2 separate regions of the Athene noctua genome follow, and region 2 is linked to region 1. The links are chromatin contacts, called in public Hi-C maps. All regions are on one chromosome and are shown on one strand. Each heading gives the region's core, a stretch centred on a gene start, on an enhancer-like site or on the middle of the called end of the contact. The rest is flanking DNA. Distances are from core to core; before and after follow the strand shown. Region 1 holds the start of GARS1 (glycyl-tRNA synthetase 1). Region 2 holds the start of PLCD1 (phospholipase C delta 1).

What was found. Hi-C and Micro-C count contacts between places; a contact is called where the count stands out from the background.
Region 2: a contact with region 1 is called in a Hi-C map of heart, with 3 times the contacts expected there. The contact joins the promoter of PLCD1 here to the promoter of GARS1 in region 1. A contact is called at or near these places in 2 of 2 Hi-C or Micro-C datasets (heart and liver).

What each region holds. Positions count from the first base shown.
Region 1 is chr2:107,874,978-107,881,277 of bAthNoc1.hap1.1, reverse strand. GARS1 (glycyl-tRNA synthetase 1) reads left to right here and starts at 4,149. Exons shown (of 17, transcript XM_074899840.1): 1 at 4,149-4,369. The coding sequence starts at 4,208.
Region 2 is chr2:108,227,848-108,234,722 of bAthNoc1.hap1.1, reverse strand. PLCD1 (phospholipase C delta 1) reads left to right here and starts at 4,699. Exons shown (of 15, transcript XM_074899849.1): 1 at 4,699-4,967. The coding sequence starts at 4,934.

The DNA of each region.
Region 1 (6,300 bases), core at 2,900-5,399:
GAAAAGCAGGCAGCCTTTTGGAGAGGGAGAGGGAAAAAAAAAAAAAAAAAAAAGAAAAACCGAAAAAAAAAACAAAAGCGGGGGCGGGAGGGAAGGAAAAGGGAGGATTTTGTCTCAGGGAAAGGCAGCCCGGAGGCGTTGGAGCCTCGGAGGACGGTTCCTCGTCGTCGCCTCACGTTGCGAAAGACCCTTTTGCTAGGGCTGGGGTGCCCCTCGGTTTTGTAAGGCATCCCTGCACGGAAACTCTGGCCCACGCTGCACCTCCCCAAAACCCAGCGGGAATGCTGGAAAGCCGGGAGGCCCCGTGTCGGGGCCGGGAAGAACGTCAGGGCTGCGGGGAGCGGAGCGGGCGGCTGGCGCGGGGCCGCCCGCCATCTAGCGGCACCCAGGCAGGGAAAAACACCCCGAAAGCAAAGCCCAAAGCCCTCCGACACTCCCCCCACCCCCCATCCCTCTGCACGCAGGGCGATCCGTTTCTCTTTCGGGGGGTTTCGGGGGAGAGTGGGGTGTCTGCCAGCGGGGTCTTGTCCCTCTGCCAGGAAAATGGACTGAGACGTAAGTGCGGTGGAGCAGAAATTTATTTGTGAACTGACGAGCCAGGCTGAACTAAAGAGCCACGTACTTTTGCCTGTGTGTATTTTTCTCCCTCTCCTGCACGGTTCTTTTCCCCCTCCTCACGTCTCTGCGGAGGATTTTTCCCTGTTTTCCCTCCTGCCAAAGAAATGCCAGAACAGGGCTCTCCCCTCCTCTCCATCCCTTTCTGTCTCCTGCAGCCTCCCTCTTGCCTCCCATTTTGTGGCCTTGCTGCTCCCACCCTGCCGCTGGCCCCAGTGGGGACTCAGAGGGGGGGAGCAGAGGGGGACACAGCCACGTTTACATTCTCCCTTCAGTGAGCTCATATCTTTTTAACACCACCACCCTCCCTCCCCCCCCCCCCCCCCCCCCGACCTTTCAAGGGGATGCTGATACATCTGTTTCTGCACTCAAAAGTTTGCAAGCTGAAGGGAGGGGATATGCCTGAACCCCCTCTTCCTTTGCTTCTTCCTGCAAATTCCCTCACGCAGTAAATTCCACCCCCTACCCCCCACCCCCTATGCTGTGGGGTCCCCTGTGCCACACGGGTGACATGTTCAATTTCATCCTCATCACCTCATACCCAGGGAAGGAAATGGCTTTAAAAAGGCCGCCCCAGAAGATGATGGAGTAATGCACTCCTTACCATCTCGTCCTGCCTCACAGTCCCGTGGGGTCTTTTCTGGGGGGCTGCAGAGCAGATGCCCAACATAGGCATCCTCAAACTACACCCCACCCCCCCACCCCCCCCAGGTGCTTACTGACTTCAAAGAGGCACAGAGGAACTGGGATCAGATTTAAAAGAAGGGAAAAAGCCGGGCTCTGGACAGTTATGAGACGTTCACAAGTGGCTGTGGTGTGCTCGGGAGCGCTGGGTGGTTCACCCATCCACAGGGGTGCCAAAAATGACGTCAGCACTAGGTCCTCCTGGCAAACCGGTATGAGGCACAGGGCTCTCTGCAGTGCCAGATCAATGGCCATCCTCTGCGCTGGAGTGGGTCTGAGGAGTTCGGCAGCACCCCAAGACCCAAGGGAGTGGGGGAGGTGATACAAGCACATACTGGGCCTGTGCCCTGGTCCGCAGACCCTCTGTCGGCAGTGGATGCACGAAGCCCTTCCACGCAGCTCCACACTGACATAAAGCTTTATTTTTAGCTCTGATATTAGCTTCTTGATGATTCCCAGAACTATCTAGTCCTTCCCACTGAAATTGGCTTCGAGATGGGCTCCAGCCAACCCTGGGTGTGACCCAGTTCTGGGGGTCCGGTTTGCTTACGGTCTCTCATTTGCAGCTATGGTTTAGTGCAAAACGCTGCCTCATCTTCCTCCCTTCCTGCACAACGTAGCAAGGATCCAGCAGTGCGCCTTTGGTCTGAGAACCCTAAATCACTCTGTCAGTGTTCAGCAGTACCATCGCAAAAGGGGCAGTCGGGGTTCCCTTGTGTACTCCCTCCTCACCCTCTAACCTTACTCAGGAAATGCGTCTGCCCTCTTTTTCTTCACTTTTTTCTTCTTTTATTGCTTTGTTCCTTTAACTAAAAAAACAACACGACTTTTAACAGTTCATGTTTACTGTACTGTCCAATCCTCATGCGAGCCCAGAGCGTGGGCAATCAAAGGTGTCATGAAGGATTTATTCACAAGGCCAGGTCTTAGAGTTCAGTCTTGCTCCGTAGGTGATCTCAGCCAGATGCTCTTTACAGTCCTTTGGGGGAAAAGCAGCACCCCCAGCTAGATGGGAATAGACAGGGAGGTTTTTTTGGCCCTTGCATTGAGGTTGTCCTGTACCAGCCGGCCACAGCCCCAGGAACCAGTCCCAGATTTGTTTCATCTGCAAGGAGAGACGTTGCTGGGGTTCAGCAGCATGTGCAAGGCAGGATTTTATTGAGGGAAAAACGCTCAAGGCACCAGCCTGGCCCATCTTCATCCTCCTGATGGAGGGCAGAGGGGTGCTGCCCTGGGGACCAAGCATGCTTGGACACTGAGGATCGGAAGAAATCTTCTAGGAGGGGGTGAAAAAGTGCATTTTGGAGAAGCACTGCTACCTGTTCCTCCAGGTTCAGCACAGGAGAACCAAGCTGCTCCCCATCACTGGGGTTTCCCGTTTCCCTGGGTCCTGCCCATGTTTCCCCCACAGTCCCAGCTGGTTTGCCCTCTCCCCTTTACTCCACTCGAGCCATATTTTTCTGGGGCTGATTCCACTATCTTCACATCTTAGATAGCCATGACAAGTTAGACGGGGGCTGCAGAGTCCTTATGCTCTTATCAACATTGGATTAATTAAAAAAACTAATCAGGAAAAGAGAAAAGCTCAGTGTAAACCTCATGCTAGAGGGGTTTCCAAGTAGGTACGCCAGCGAAATAAAAACAGCAATTTGCAGCTAAATAAAAATAACAATTAAGCATTTGAAATACAAATATACCATTCAGAACAAGCGGATAAATATTCAGATGCATTCATTACGAGGTTGAGGCTGTCTCTCAAATAAACAGACAGGTACAAAATAGCAGCCTGAATACTCCCAATTATGCCAAAATCCCATCAGCGCTGATGCTCCCGGTCCCAGGCAGTGGGAGGGGGTGAAGGGGAGACGGGGAGGAGGAGGGGGGCAATGGGGAAAGCGTGTGTGGGAAGCGCTATTTTTTAGAACTGGTCTTAAATTTTATGTAGCCGGTGTTTGGGTTCTCCTTCACGGAGGGCTTTAATTCCCAGGGATTCGAAGTTCTCCTGTGGCACCGGCGCTCGTTAAGGGCCCTTCTTTCTGACATGGTGGTGTCCTTCCTCCCAGGGGAAGCCCCACCACGCTCGCGTCTGCAGAGAAAAGCGGGATTTGGCCTTCAGCCTGCGGCCCTAAGCCCAGCCCGAGGGGTCCGGCAGCGGGGTGCGGCCCAGCCCGGCGCAGCCCCCACGCAGCGCACGAAAGACCGTGGGATCAGTGAAAAACAAAACACCGCCGGGCCCAAAACCTACAAAGCTTTTGGAGCTCAAACGCTGCGGCTGATTGAAAAAATAACACTTCCTTCCCCCCGCCACCACCCCCCCACCCTCGGCCTCCGGCACTTCCCGGCCCCACGGCGGGGGGTACGCGCGGGGACGCGGCGCTGGGACAAGGGGACACCGCGCTGCGGTGCCCTGGGTGGGTGCTGGGGGGACAGAGCCCCCGCGGAGGGGCCGAGCCGTGGGGGGTGTCCGGGGCTGCCACGGGGGTGCTCGGGGTGCGCCGCCACCCCCCGGGGGCATCTACGCTTCTGGGGGTGACGAGCGCCGCCCGGAGGGGTGTCACCGGAGGAAGGGGGGGGGGGGGGGGTGCGGGCACGGCGCCCGCCCCGCGCTCACCCCGGGGGCAGCAGCGCCGCCCCGCGGCAGGCGCGCGGCGGTCCCGCGCAGGCGCAGCCCGGCCCAGAGGCACGGGGGGGCGGTGCCGGGATGTGACGCGGCGCTGCCGCGCGCCCCCTGCCGGCCCGCCGCCGCCGCCGTGCCGAATCTGCGGCGGGGCGCGCGCCCCGGCCTGGCGGCGGCCGCTGCCCGTGCGGAAAGTGCGGCGGCGGGGCGCGTGCCGGCTTTACGCCGGGCGGGATTTCATCATGCGGGGTGGGAGGGGGGGCAGGGCAGGGCGGAGCGCCGCGCCTCTCCATGCCGCTGCCGCTCCGTAGCGCCCTGCCCGCCCTGCTGCGCCGCCTCGTCCGCTCGCCCGTCGCCGCGCTCCGCTCCCGGCCCGCCCCGGCAGCGACCCCCATGGACGGTCCGCAAGCCGAGGCGCTGCTCGCGCCCCTCCGGCAGGCGGTGCGGCACCAGGTGAGCGGCGGGGGGGGACACACGCCCACGCTGAGGGGAGTCCCGCTGAGGCGGGCGGCGCCCGAGGAGGGACCGCCGGGGAGGACCCGCCGGAGCGGGGGGTGGGTCTCGCTGAGGGGGTCGGGTGCGTGACAGAGCCGCACGCCGCTCCGGGCCCGCGTCGGCCGGCCGGTGCCTCTGTTCGGGTCTGCGGGGAGGTGCCCCCTGTCCTGCCCCCGAGCCCTGCCGGTGGCGTGGGGTGTGCTGTGGGCGGCTTCGCCGTCCCTGCGGGGAGCGCGCGGTGTTGCCCCCCAGGGCCCTGCGTGCGCCCCCGCCGCTTCCGCGCTGCGGGCGCTGCGGTGCCCGGCGGGCTTCAGCGCCGAGTCCGCGGTGGGGGGGTCCCTGTGGGTCTGCCCTTGGCGCGGCCCCCAAGCGCGGGGCCTGCGGGTGTCTCCTCTCGGGTGGGTGTCGCTCTGCCCTGGAGGAGCGGGCTGGCGGGGAGTGCGCGGGTGTGGAGGTTTCCCGTAGACAGCCCTTTCTTTCCCTTCCCGGTAGCGGTGGTGTGTGTTAGAGCGGTCTTGCAGAACAGGATCCGTGCGTCAGGCTACCCGGCTTTCCTCTCCTGGGCTCGGTGTGTTTTCTGTGTGCAAGCTGGGGCCGACTTTGTCGTGCTTTTAGGGCCCCGTAGCTGGCTCTTCACGTTTTCTTCATAAAACAGCCTGGATAGTTCCCTCTTCTCATGGAGTCACATGGTGACTTCCCTTTAGAGATGAGTTTGTGTGGGGTTTGGGAGGTAAACGATATTCTTTTAAGAGTTGCATATTTGCTTGATGCAGTTAGGGATATTAATTCCTTTGCACGTTTTCCATTTCATCGTTCTTACTTGTCCAGGTATGTAGTCGTCTCCTATTAGCTTGGACTGCATCGCATTCTCTTTCCATCTCCCTCGGATGAAGCTATTAATCCTTAGCTTCCTTCTTCCCCGAGAAGGATTTCGTTGTCTTTTTATTTCCTAAGTGAATCTTGATCTCGGGTACCCTTGCTGTGTACATTCATGGCAGTGGTGCTTCCTCGCTGCACATGGGACTTCCCCTTCCTCCCCGCTTTAGCAGCCAGACCTATGCCTGTGGGTTCCCCACATGCCTCCTTGAAGTGGTTGAATCCATAGCCTTCTGCTTAGCTGCACACATAGCTACGTGTGTGTCCCATGTATTCATAGATCTGTGCATGTGTTTGCCCATTAAATGAGTGGATTTATGGCCCTCTAATTACACCAGTACTTCAGTGAGTTTTTATTATGAATCATTGTGCATCATAATACCTTGGCAAGAGAGGTTCTTATAAATAAGGTGATGATCCCTAGAGCATGCCAATTATTTATTTAAAATCCTGTATCTTGGGTGCTGTCATTTGCCTTTAAAGTATCAATGCACCCCTTCTTTCTGTCTGCCCGTGGGATTGAAAGAGGAGTGTGGGGTGCCGAGTAGAGGTTTGTGGGTAAATTTGTGTAGCTGGGACCATGGATATTGTATCGAACAGCTGACAGTAGTAATTCACTGTCATGTTTGCATAAGAGGATAAGGAGTAGTAACGAAGATTAGGGTAGTTGATACCTTACAATGCAGAGGACCCTGTGTATCAGCATGTGGAGAGGTGGCTTAAGTAAACCTAAGGGACTCTAAACCTACGGAGAGGAAAGTGAGCAGCATATCTTCCTGCAGCAGTGCCTGATGCAATAAGCTGCCGTGATCCAGGGGTGGATCCCTCTCTGCTTTACTGGTCTGTGGGACAAAGCTGCAGCAAAATTTGCCACATCGAGTGCTGCTGTGCACTCCTCCTCTGGGTTGGGCTCAAGATCGTAGCTTTAATTAGATTGAGTCCTGTCAGCAAACGTAATTATTTTCTTCGGTTGTGTTTGTCTTTTTTTTTTTTTTTTTTTTTCTCCCCTTGTG
Region 2 (6,875 bases), core at 3,450-5,949, 350 kb before region 1:
GTGGAGACAGGTAAACTGCTTTGCTTTGGGTTTGCGGTGATTTTATGGTTCACTGTTGAATTGAACCCTGCAAATGTTTTTGTCTTTGAACTCTGCAAATGCTCTTTGCTGCCTTGGGCTGGGCTGTGTGTGCAAAACCAGAGAAGGCAAAGGGGTGTAGTCATGCAAGAAAAGGGAGCTCTCCTTGACTTTGCACAACTCCCATTCAGCTGATGATCTTGGCACCTCTGCATGTGGACTTGTTGGAGGGTGTGTTACAGAGGGAGGCAGGCTCCTCATCCATCCTGGCTGACGTTTAACTCCTTCCAAGCTCACTTAAATGACTAGAGAGCAAGTGGGTTAATCAAGGTATGTCCTGGCTTTAGGACTTCGCCCTCAGTAAAATGTCATGGTGCTGCTGCCCTTGTACTCTTTAGGTGGCAGCTTTGCTTTGGGAAGGCAATGCCAACCCTACAGCCTGTCTCCAGGCCTAGAAATGCCCTGACTCTGCTTCTTGATGAGCTCAGAAAAAGATGGTGTGGACAAGAAAAAAGCGGGGTGCCCAAAGCAGGCTTTGGGGTTTTCTATTCATTTGAAATGTAATTGCTTTTGTCTGATGGTGTGCACTTCAGTGTTTGAATCTCTTTGGCTGGAAGGTGAGTTGGTGCAATGAAAAGGCCTGTCTTAAACAGCCTCAGCAAAGAGCTGAGTGTGGCTCAGTTCTTGCTGTCTTTGCTGGAAGGTATTTGAGCCCAAATCTGGGATTTGGCTGAGCTGAATTAAAGGGCTGTGGAGCAAAATGGGCTTTCTGAGGCCTTTGGTCCTCCTTTAATCAGGATCTAGGGGTATCAGAGCTGTCACTGTCATAAGCCTGAAGCTCAGGACTGAGAAAAGGCCTTTTGTGATAGTCAGGGGGGATGAGGGGATGATGCATGTATTGTGATATGTCCTCTCTTCCCTCCTCCACCTCCCAGGAGCTTCATCTTCCCATCCCGAGGGCAACTTGGGAGCAGCAGCTGCTTAGCTCCTGCTGCCTCAGACACATTTGTGAAGCAAATCCATATGCACATAGTCTGAAGAAAAGTCCCAAGGAGGAACCCACAACATCTTTGGCCTCTTGCCATTCAGAGATTCCTGCCCTAGAAATGCATCATACCTGCACCCCTCTCTAGTTCGACTGAGAAATAGAAGTCCTGCTCCCTCCTCCAGCACTGCAGCCCTCTTCTGTGGCTGCAGAGATGGGAGAACTGGGAGTAGGATTGAGGAGCTGTGCTTTCCCTTCCTCCTGGGTGCTAGAGCCTCAAGGCTGAATTTCCCTCGGAAGGGAAAGACTGAGGAGAAAGGAACAAAAAATAACAGGTTGCTTATTTCTTGAATCATTTCCATGTCTAGGTTCCCTTCCATGCTTAAGAAAATTTTGCGAAGTAGACTTTGAGTCCAATGCAGGTATTTCTAAATATTATTGTATTATTCTGCATATGCATATATTCCCATCTTACAGCTGCTACCCATGCAGACAAGGAGAACAAACCCTGTGCATTGAAGCCAAAAAGGCCTTCAACTGCCTGCTGCTCTCCTTAATTTACATGCCCTTATCCGATCCTTTTAATTTTTATCGGTATTCTACTTTTTCATACTGACCTTGCCTTCCTTTTGGGAAGGTAGTGAGGAGGAGCTTAGGTCCAGGTCCAGCTGTGGGCAGCCAGGATCCTGGCTCCAAGAAACACCAGAAAAATGGAGAACAGGAGCTGCCTTCGACCTGTGGCTGAGAGCCACAGGGAATTCCTCACATTCTTCTTCAACGTGGCAGGATGATTTGGTGATTAAAATCCATGACAACAGAGGCAGGGAAATAAAGCAGCTTCCTAAATCTCGGGAAGCCATTAAATGTAATAACCTGCAGCCTTCGAAAAGCAGGGAGACACCAATCTGGGCTCAGCAGTGAAGTCACTGCTTGTGGGTGGTGCACACAGGAGTCCAGAGGGAATAAATCCAGCCCTCCTTGTAATCTATAATGTATTTGTGGAATTCAGGAGAGCAGGTTTTTCTGTTAGGTTTTGTCTTCATTGCTAAAAAAGGTGTGTTCCTCCTGCAAAACAGTCAGTTCATGTTAACTCTCCTGCTGTAAAATCCTGGAGGAGGCAATTTTATCAAGGAATAAATAGAGCTAAATCAGCATGGGCAGAGAGTATGCAATCACCTCGCTCAGTTACCTTGCAATAAAATAAAAGATTTTACAGTCCTGTTGTTATCTCACTGTAAAAGTTATTTTTTAAAGCAGAGAAGACAAACCTGCAGTGCCTAAAAAAGGTATCAAAATGACATTTTATGAATGCGAGAACCAATCTGCTCAGAATAAATTGTATGTATTTAACTTTGACCCTTAGCAACATTGTGGCTGCTGTGAGTAGAGACAGCGTGCACAAAGGAGTGCTGTTTAATTTTAATCATACTGAACTCTCCCCTTCAAATCCTGGTTTGGTCTCAAAGATCAAGACCCACAAAAGTGGTTGTGAGCAAGTTAGTGGATAGAGTTTAGGACCTGTATTCAGAACAGCGAAGAAGCAGTCAGCTTTCAAAAAATAAGCAAAGATACAACAGTCAGCTGCAGCATATCTTAACTACAGATTTTGTTTTAAAATGAATTGCTCTCTCAAGGCTTCCAGATGAATGCTGACTTTTTACAGTTCTGTCACCAGTTTTAAACTTACCACTCAGCTGTGATGCTGGTTTAACCAGGCAGAGAGTAATCCCCTTTTGCACCTTGCACCTTCGGGATCTGACAAAATCTGAACCATAAAGGAATACATTAAGTACAGTGATCCAAAATAGGGATCAGAAACTTGATTCATATGACATTCTCAAACTGCTATATTATTATTAGACTATTAGTAGGATTTCTTCAGCTCACAGGAGCCCAGTAGCTCTTCATGTCACATTGGTTTCATTGTTATTCTGGACATATATTGGTTTCGGCAATGCAAAGGAAAGGGAATTCAAATGCATGTGGTGTGCATGTAGAAATACAGCTAAAAGGACTGTTGCCTTCTGAAACAAGGCACTGATGAGACCTGTGCTGTGTGATCTCTGTTTCGGGGTGTTTGCTGCAGGATATCACCAGCTCTGATGGTGACTGCTGTACTTTCCGATGAACGCAAGAAATGCAAGGCTGGTTGAGCGCCAGCTTGCTCTGAGCACTCATACAGTGTCAAGCCCATCAAGGATTTAGGAATGGTGATGACTCAGTTTAGGGTGACAGAAAGGACCCACAGCGCTCAAAGCAGCCTAAATGGCTGGAGTTTCCAGTCTGGCTGACTCATCCACCAGCCTCTTGTACACTCCCTCCAGTGCTCTTCCCCATCAGCTGAAAGGGTGAGGGGTTTTCATGGTGTCCTCCAGAAATCCCCCTGCCTTACGGTCCCATTGCCTTGAGGCTTTTAAGGCTGTACGAGGAATCTCTTGGGTGCCTCCAGCTGCTCTCCTGTCTGCCAGCACCTGACCTTGCTGCCAAACAGTTTGCCCCTGCCCAAGTCAATGTCTCCTTGTCTGTGAGTTTGCAAAAGGGCTGCTCCTTTGTGGGTCCTTTGGAAAGTGTCTAGTGGGAGATGAGCCCCCCCATGCCATACTGGTGTCCATGAGGTAGAGAGTGGGCTTTTGAGGAGTCATGAGCTGAATCTCTGCTTTTTTTTTCTCCACTTGTTTGGTTTTGTGATTTTTATACTAGCATGGGGAATTTTGCTATATTAGGGTAGTTTTCTTAGGTGGTGGCAGCAGCCTTATATCTGTGGACTGTAAAGCTATCTGAGAGCAACATCTGGGCTGTCAAAGGAGCTGCCCAGTTCTGGCAGGGAGGGACAAACAGTCCTAGTCCCAAAGTATTTTTTACCATGTGTGTCCCATATCTGTCACCATCAGAGAGAGACTTTTCTGTCAGTGGAGCTGCCAGGTTTACAGCTGCTGAGGAGCGAGGCCTTTGAATCTGCCAAAAACTCCATCAATTGTTTGCATCAAGATAACCAGAAATGGAAATAAACAACAGAAAAACAATAACTGAAAACCTCCCCCAAATATTCAAGTAGAGGGAAACTTTATTTTCCCACACTAGATTCCCTTTCATTCCCCCTCCCTGTTTGCCAGCATCATCTTTCCACCCTTAAAAATATCTAATTCAAGAGTAGGGGACAGAGTGGAAGAAATCGGTTCCACCCAGTAAAAGCCCGTGGATCATGCAGGTTTTTCTGCTTTCTGTCTTGCTGTCTCAAATGCAAAGCTTGTAACTTCTGCTTTGAGCTCATGCCTCTGTGAGTGTTTGTGGTTACAGCTTCTATTTCTACATTGGCAAACTCTGACCTGTTTTTCTTTTCTTTTTCTTTTTTTTTTTTTTTTTCCCCTTGAAAAAAGAAATCTGCCCCCACCAGTGTCTAAAAGCTCTTTAGACCTAGACTCTGACCACTGGCATCTGTTCAAGGCCTTTTCCTTGATTTGGGGACCGTGAAGGAGAGATCTGCAGCACTCCGTGTCTTCTGGAAGCCTTGCCAGAAAGGAACGGAGCGTGAAAACGTGCCAGCAGCAGGAAAAGAAGCATCGTTGTCAAGCTGCGGCGGTAGCAAAATGCAGGAGGCTGGGCCAGCAGTGAAGACGCCAGATTTCAGCAGGGAGGAGCCAGGGCCAGCGCGGCGCTGGGGCTCGGGCGCTTGGCCTCAGTCGATGCGCTGGGCAGGCGGTGGCCTGCGGATGCGGGAGAGAGATAAATGAGGAGTCATAGCGAAGACGCATTTCCAGCCAAGGCGAAGGAGGAGGCCTCTCCGAAGGGAGCTGACGTTGGGGATTACTGGAGCAGAGAGCAGGGGGAGCCTGGCCGGTCTGGCTTCCACCCCGGGCCAGCCCTAACATCTGGGCACAGCTGTTTTCCTGGAGCCTTTTCTGCTGCTGCACATCGGCTTGTTTTGCAGCAATGGAATCGAATGGCACTTTCCTCGCTTGCAACAGTAAGTCTGTAGAAATGTCCTTGCTTTTCAGCTCTCTTATCTTGTCCAAGAGCTTTATTTTTCTACTCTCTTCTCTCTGTCCTCTGCCTCCCCATTCTCTCATTTGGAAGTAGTGCGGCGTTTAGTCAGTGTTACAGAGAGATGACCGATTTTTCTGTTGGTAGAAAGGGTTTCTTGGCTGGACAAGCATCTGCAAGTCCAGAAAAGTTGATCCAAATCTCCTCCCCTTTATGGTGAAACTCAAGGTGGGACGGATGCTCAACTGAGGAAACTCTCTGGGCTCTGGTGAAGACAGCAGAGCCAGGATAAATTACCTAGGCTCAAGATCTGCCCCTAAGACTCTTTAAATGTTAAATACAAAAAAAATTAAAATATTTCTAAAAAAGAAGAAATCCTCTCTGCCCTTCCAGCAAGTGAGAGTTAAGTAAGATTCAACTGGTACCAAGATTGAGAGACTTGTCTGACAGACGGGGTAATGAAATATCCCTTATTCCCTTGTCTGACTTTAATATATTGCTTTATTACCTCCTCACTGTATTTTACTTACTCTGATGAGCAGAAACAACTCAAGGCTGTGATAGCTACAGATTGAAAAGAAGATATTGTGATCCCACAGAAATGGGAAAAGTCTACAGTGATTGTTTTTAGTTCATGAGATAGGTGCTTTCTTACTATCAATGAGCTATAAACAAAAATAAACTTATAGAGCAATAAGTGATGGACCATAAACATAATCAGTTTAGCATTATCAGAAGAAATGTGAAAAGATTCCCCCAGGCTCAAGAAATCTTCCCTCTTATTTTCCCAGATGCTCGAAATCTGGCAGGAAGGTGAAACAGAGGTTAATGTTATACTTTCTGTAGGTATCTCATTCATTATACAACCACTGGGGAAAGAATGCTAAGAAATACATCTGGAACTATTAAAATATTTCCTATTGTTGCCTGTGGGTCATTTTTCGGTGAATATTATTTAGTCTTCGGTGGTTAGGAACCAAGGAGAATTCAGTGGCTGTTTCTTAATCTATTTTCTTGTCTCAAGCAGAAAAATACACAAGTGTTGAATAAGCTGAGCTTTTAAAAAAGTATTTACTGAAATTCTTTGACACATAACACACACAAGTGCCAAAGTCACTCCAAATGCCAGACTACTTAGACAAGAAAAGTTGCTCACATGTTGGTTTGTTAGCAGGATCAGACTTGTGCTATGTAGTTTGTCAGAAATTTCTCAGATACTATGGTTTATAGATATGTTTTGTCTACAGCTGTATGTTGAAACTCAGTTACTTTCAGTTTCTTTCTTTTTTTTTTTTTTTCTAACATAGATACAACAGCTGTATTTACCATGTCAGAATTAACCACGGGCACATGGTTCACTCTCAGTAAAATATCTGACAGTCAATAGGAGACACCTGAGATATCTTTGGGTAGCAGAAGTGGGTATTAATGTAGATGAGAGTTTCTGAAAAGTTTGTATAGTTTTGTTTACTCTGCATTGGATGGAGATCCGAGTCCTGGGAAGAAAACTGTGCATGTTCCCTTGTCCACAGAGCCAGAGTAGCTGCTGTGATTTAGTGGTCTGTGCCTTTTATTTTGAATGTGTTTAATTCAGCTGAATGGGCTTCTTGTGTCTTATTTTATAAAAGGTCATCCACATTTAGTACGCAATGAATCTGCTAGACTCTGTGGGCTGTTAATAATCTTTCTCTTGCCTCATGAAGTTAGTTTGTTTCTGAACTGGGAGCCCTTGTGTTCGCACAGATTATAGAACAGCTAATTTATACTATGCCTTATTCTTATACACCGACTTTTTAATCCAAGACACTGGGTACATTGTGTGGGGAATGCCACAGCCCCATTATGGGAATGGCCTCTGCTCCAGCCCAGGGTGAGAATCACCAGGGAAGGG